2 separate regions of the Hordeum vulgare genome follow, and region 1 is linked to region 2. A link is a contact called in public Hi-C data. All regions are on one chromosome and are shown on one strand. The core of a region is the stretch at or near the end of the contact, and the rest is flanking DNA. Distances in the headings are between cores, read along the strand shown. Region 1 holds the start of LOC123399647 (DNA topoisomerase 3-beta). Region 2 holds the start of LOC123399634 (cyclin-dependent protein kinase inhibitor SMR6-like).

Region 1 (3,305 bases), core at 673-3,172, 360 kb before region 2:
TTGGCCAAGTTGTTTGAACTTTGCTTTCTATTTCTAGAGTCCAGATCGTTTCTATCTTATAGAGTCCAGATCGTACAAAAATAAACTTCATGTAGAGCTCTTTGTACACCAACCAAATTTCTAATACAGAACTAGATAGGATATGATGCACATATATTGCAGAACTGGAAATTATACCTTCGAAGCATATGTTTTCCCCTTCTCGATCGCAGTCAAGCCAAAGCACCAAATAGGTACAGCCTCGAGCTTCCTGGGCTAGATGCCTGTGGATATGAGCCTTCAAAGATACATGCATCAGTTTGTATTTAGATATAGAAATGAGACTCTAACGATGGTGGTAATTGTGTACGTATTGTCATAGAACTTAAGAAGAGGCATTTCACATTTCAGTATCTTTACAAATTTCAAATTTATCCAAGTAATACAGCCGGGAGTTCTTTTCTGGTCGGACAATAATTTTTTCACTTTAGATTCTAGAAAGTAGAAACTGCATCAAAAAGCCAAGTAAACACTTATAGAGAAAGGATGAAATAGGATGTTTGAGGGTCAGATAAACTGTGTAGTAAATCTCCATAGTACCATCTACAGGTAGAGTAGAACTCGTGTATGAATGTACAATATATATGTAGAGAACTAACTGAAGTTGTTCTTATGTTTGATTACTCCTGGGTCCTGCTGTGAGTTATAGAGTGCACTACCTTTGGGTTGCTCTCAGATCTTAGAACTGGAGCATTAAAAAGGTCCATCGGATCAGTCGCTTCCCAGTTCTGATATGCAGGTGGGAAATCAACACTGCAAAAGACGAGACATCGAGTAAAGAAAATGGACACAGAAAAACTTATTGTCCAAGGTTAGAATTGTAGTGAGCAACTGCAATATTCATTCAGCTAAACTGGACTAAGTACGTATATGTTTTGTGTAAGGTATCAACTTTGCAGATATGCAGCGGCCCACCATGTGTTCATGTCTGTAACTGTAAGTATCAAGACTGGTATGACAAAAGCGTATGCACATGAATTCAAATGCATCACGTAGTTAATAACTGGCATGGACTAGAGCTAGTGCAGCAAGTGATGCAACTGTAATGAAGGATCTTGAAAGAATTGAAGAAGAGATGCAGGACCTGAAGACATGTCCGATGACTGATGTCACTCTGAAGAATGCCTGAGAGCCCTGAAACATCCCATCAAACTCGTGGACATCGGTACTTCCCCTCCGGGTAGACATCTGCACACACAGAGGTTGACAATCTCAAAATGTGGTGTGAGAGCGAAATGTTAGAGCACCGAATGCTCATTTGTTCTCATGCCCATCTGAATCTCAAAAATGATTCCATGCCAGTGCAACCAGTACTATCAGCTCCCTAGTAGCATTCCCGGAACCACACTGGAGCTACTATGCAGAGACAATGACCTCAACTACTTCCAACACCGAGCCATTACAAGGAGAAGCCGTTTCCTGGAGGGGGAACCTGGGCTGCGACCAAACCCGGCTTCCGTGGACCATAAACTTGCCGCTAGGGCTCGGTCCTAATACACTGTCGTCGAATCCGAGTTAAAGCCACAGCCAAATTAGTCGCCGGGGAGAAGAAACATCACAGTCGCGGGAGGATTGAACGAGGGAGGGAGGGAGGGAGACTTACGCGGCCGCCGGAGAGGGCGGAGGCGATGGAGAGCGCGATGCTGGGCTTCTCCGCGACCTGCAGCGACGGCGACCCGAGCGTGAGAAGGTCTGGAGAGTAGGGTTACTGCGGCCGCCATTAGCGACGGCGCGGCACCTGGGTAAGCCGCGGCGGCGGCGGCGGCGGCGGCGGGTGCTTACCATTAAAACCTTGGGCGCCATGGGGACGGAAGGAGAGTGGGTCTAGCGGACGTCCAGAGACCCGAGCGGCCGAGACCGTGTCCGTGTGGTTGCGTTCGTGTGTCCACCAATTTACCTTCACAAGTAAACAGTAGCACTTTTTTTTTCCTGATTCAGATTCAGATGGAAAAGTCTGTTTTAGACCTTATGAAAAGTTGGATTTGTAGAGATGGTACTAAATCAAACCCTAAACTTCCTGAAACAAAATCAGCACCAATATAGGAGTACAATTCATGGTCGTAAACTCACAATTTACTTCCAGTCCATTCACAAATGGGGATCACTGACGTGGCCACGGTCATCACTCTCTCTCATTGACATCCATGATCCACATGTTGCATCCTCTCATCATATCCCATATCTCCCTTGCTACCAGCGCATTTTTTTAAGCCATGCCTTTCATTTTCCTTTTTGATGCTGAAACTGACTCTTGCAAAGTCGGTAACATCTTAGTGTTCCTCCCTTGTTCAACCCAAAAAATTTGGACATATGATATGGCTCGTGCTTTTAAGGCCAGTTCGAGGACATGATTTGTTTGCCCTGAACGTCATGCAATTTTTTAGCACATCTTTTGTTCACGCGTGAAAGATCAAAGAAAGTATGGGACTCGCTTGGGATTTTAACGGATGTCTCTTTTGTCACTATGACCGATAGGTCTGGAGCAGCTATGTTGGAGTTTATATTGTGTGATGACTCGTACCAACGGACATACATTGAACCGGTCGAATTATCAGAACTGGTCGCAACTTTTTGTTGGTATCTTTGGTGGCAAAGAAGGCAGCTAGTCAGAGGCGAGGATGTACAGATGGCAGAAAGAACAGCTCCTGATGTTATCACGTTGGCCCTTCACTATGCTCGTGTAGCAGGGACAAGCAAGGTCCTTCCAAAAATAAATAAGTGATCGGTTTTCAATGCAGGACAACAAGTGCTGAATGTGAATGCATCTTTTTCAGAGGGTGAATATATCGATGCATGTGGAGCAATTATCCATGATCACAAGGGTACTTTTATAAGAGATTCAACGGCATGATTGGAAAATGTAGTTGATGTCGTCACCGGCGCTACTCGAAGGACTCAAATTAGCTCATAATAGTGGATGCTCTAATTTGATGGTGAGAACGAACTATATTACGATGGTGGATGCTCTTAATCAAAATGAAGGACAATTCATGATGACAGCGCCGGTGCTAGAAAATTGTCGTAGTATCTTCGTAGACTTCAGAAAGGTTACTATTGAACATTGTATTAGAGAGTCGAACAATGTAGCTCATGAGTTAGCTAGATGGAGAAGGACGAATAACCCTTCTGTTTGGAATGACGCTCCTCCAAACTTTATCATAAAATTGTTAGCGGACGATATAACTGTTATTTGATGAATAAGATATGTCTTCCTGTAAAAAAAAGGTCGGGTCATTCTTTGGCCTGCCACGAAACAAGGTCGGTCT
Region 2 (3,176 bases), core at 53-2,552:
CAGAAGAGGGAAAATAATTCACCACTGGACCGCAGAAGGAAGAAAAAAGGAGGGATGAGGAAACTGTGCCGTCGATCATGTCCTGATTAGCATGGAAGATTCTCCGTGTCTGTTCTCGATCAGGCATTGGGTTGGGCCGGACAGCGGCACCGCCGAAAAAGCACGATCGCCACCGAAATCTCCATGGATTAATTAGTGGGAGCGGCGGATCCATCCGCCCGAATTCATTAGTCGCTTCGACCGTCTCATCCTTCATGCGGCAGGCAGCTTGGGCAGCCGGCCGCATCCGCCATGTTCTCAGCGGCGGATTGGCGACGAGAGGATTCTTTCTGGCTAAATTGGAACATGGAGGGCAGGAACTGAAGATAATTGCACAATTCTGGTGGTAGCTATCACAATTAATTAATCACCGGGATCTCTCTGAATTTTCTTACAACCTTCTTCCGCCATTAACGACCTCCGCCCAGTAAGTAATTAGCAACCTACTGTACTTTATTATACAGCTGCTGCATCAGTATTTCACAGAGCCATGGCAAGAAGGAAGCACACATACTGAAATTCTAAGAACAACACCTTATTTATGTATATGATGAGGAGACAGAAGCATAATTTATACCATGGCCACGCACCCAAGAACGGAGAGGAGAGAAAGAAGCAGGGAGCGAGAGAACTGGGAGAATTCTCCATGGGATTGATCGACCGGACAGGGAGGCCGGTGCCAATTCTCGCGCGGCGGCCAGATCGCGGCCTCACGACGCCCGGATCCGCTTCTCGGCGGGCATGGGCATGGGCATGGGCATCGACCGGAACACGGTGGAGAGGTCCCGCGGGACGGCGAGGCACACCCGCGCCGTCGTCGTCGTCGTCAGCGTCGGCCGCGACTTCCGCTTGACCGCCGGGAGCCGGGGCGCCGGCGGCTTGCGCGGCGCCGGCGGGCACTCCTTGGGCAGCCGAATCCTGCAGTCCTTGGACGTGGGCGTCGACGGCTCCTTCTTCTCCTCCGCCGCCGCGGCCTTCGTCTTGTCCTCCGCTGCTGCCGACTCCTGCGTGGACGACGCCGGCGACGGAGAGGCCGAGGCGGCGTCGGCGGGCAGCGAGGGGGCCAAAGGCGCCGTCTTGATCGGCGGCAGCGACGCCAGGCCCTGGCCGGCGGAAGAGGCCATTGCTGTCGGCCGGATCGGCGGTGGAAATTCTCGGCGCGCGCGCGAGTGGGTGCGGAATGGGATCGAATTCTTGTTCTCCGGTGGTGGGTGCAAGGGCAAGAAGTGGGTAAAAAAAAGGAACACAGGAAAGAGAGAGGTTGGGGGCTGCAGGCCTGTAGCGCCAAGCCGTTAAATAGTAGCGGCACCGAATAGAGGACGGAGACAGGGACGCCAAGGAAAAGAAAATCATTCACGAGGGTGTAATTGCAAACTCTGTGGGGGGCTTATTAGTTTGCCATGAGTTATATCCTTATTAACTGCTGACAGCCAGTGGTAGTCCTGTTTATTACAATGACTGAATTTTACTTAAGTAGGGGGCAAGACTTTTGTGCATTTTTGCAAAGGGGTCCTCGAATTCTCAAGCCCTCTATGATTTGCAATGTCACATACTACCACATTTGAATCGTGCAAGTTGTGTTAAATTCCATTTGATCGCATCACAAGTAAAATAAATAATTCTTTCTAACAGGGTATGAATCAATACGAATTCTCGGCTTCGTGAAATTGGCTATGGCCTCGGTTACTTCCTTCCATCTCAATATATAAATCAGCATAATTCACCCCAACTATTACTAGCATGGCGCAAAATTTGCACCGATGATATGCACGTAACTCCAACGAATCCAATAGCTACTCCCTCCATTTTCACAAACAATTTTTTTACTGAACGTAACAAATAGCCATCAAGTTCAAGTAATGTCGACGAAACTGGATGAAGCCATATCCTATTTACCCCGCAATAAAGTTTGCGTCTAGCTGCTAGATATGTGTGGTAGAAAAATTATTCATACCAGGAAAACATTGCATTATTATTTGGAAAACTTGAAAGGTTAGAGTAGCATGTACATTTGGTGTGTCAAACTAGGGAGAGGGGTGGTCTCACTGGCAGGGGTTAATACTTATGTTCCAAATTGTTATCATTTAATAATGGCAACAACCAGAACATAATATTATTACTACATGAGAAACATTCACTTAAGTTCAACTACGAAGGTGACACAAATACAGAAACCTAACTCGCTAAAACAATAGAATCGATATACTTCGTTCCCTCTCAAAACCATGGAATAAATGTTTGTACATATCCGTACAATTGATCTCAACCTTTAATGTCATTACTTACTATCCATATTGTCAGTATGTCCACAAGAGCTCTAACAAATCCTATAATTGCCCTTTGCTTTCATAGACAGTTTGTCGACGAGTGTAACAAATGGGAAGAAAATCCATGCAACGTCCCGCCAAAATGATGGCGCCTTATCCTATCTAGCATGCATCAAATTTTGTGCCTAGCCGTAGATACGCACGGTGGAAAAAGTTAAAATTCTGAGAACGTTTGCATTATTCTTCGGAAGTCGAAAAGGTCGTAGGTAGCAAAATGGCATGTATCTTATGCATTGTTGCGAGGAACTAGACCGTGGGGTGGCGTGGCATGTGAGGACTAATAGTTGTGTTCTCAATTTGTCTTAACCGGTGATGACAACCAATAACATTTTTATTACTATATGAGTAAGTTTGACTTAAGTTAGGGTACGAAGGTGACAGTTATACATAAACCTAATTCGCTAAAACAATTAAAATTGATATTATTATTTTCATCTCAATACTAAAGATTTTTTTTAATATATCCATACAATTCACCCCAACTTTTAATAGTGTTACATGCCACTCGCATTGTCGGTACGTATATCTATATCCATCTTTGATGAATCCAATACTTACTCCCATAGTTTCACAGACTATTTGTCAACAAGTATAACAAGTAGCCATAATATTCATGTAATGTCCCGCAAAAATGGATGACACCTTATCCTATCTAGCATGCATTAAATTTTGCACACGAACCCTAGTTACATGTGGCGGACATAACTAATATTGCTAGAACATTTGCATTTTTCTTTGGAAAGCCAAAAAGGTGATAGAGGTAGAAAAAGGCATGTAGCATGTACATTGTTGCGATGAGCTAGAACATGG

The links. Hi-C and Micro-C count contacts between places; a contact is called where the count stands out from the background.
Region 1: a Hi-C map of seedling shows a contact between it and region 2, with 2.1 times the contacts expected there. The contact joins the promoter of LOC123399647 here to the promoter of LOC123399634 in region 2. A contact is called at or near these places in 2 of 6 Hi-C or Micro-C datasets (leaf and seedling).

The regions. Positions count from the first base shown.
Region 1 is chr5H:484,705,047-484,708,351 of MorexV3_pseudomolecules_assembly, reverse strand. It overlaps LOC123399647 (DNA topoisomerase 3-beta), which reads right to left and starts at 1,922. Exons shown (of 15, transcript XM_045094043.1): 1 at 1,822-1,922; 2 at 1,643-1,699; 3 at 1,124-1,227; 4 at 699-792; 5 at 178-277. The coding sequence starts at 1,842.
Region 2 is chr5H:484,348,846-484,352,021 of MorexV3_pseudomolecules_assembly, reverse strand. LOC123399634 (cyclin-dependent protein kinase inhibitor SMR6-like) reads right to left here and starts at 1,302. Exons shown (of 1, transcript XM_045094026.1): 1 at 384-1,302. The coding sequence starts at 1,163. The coding sequence ends at 750.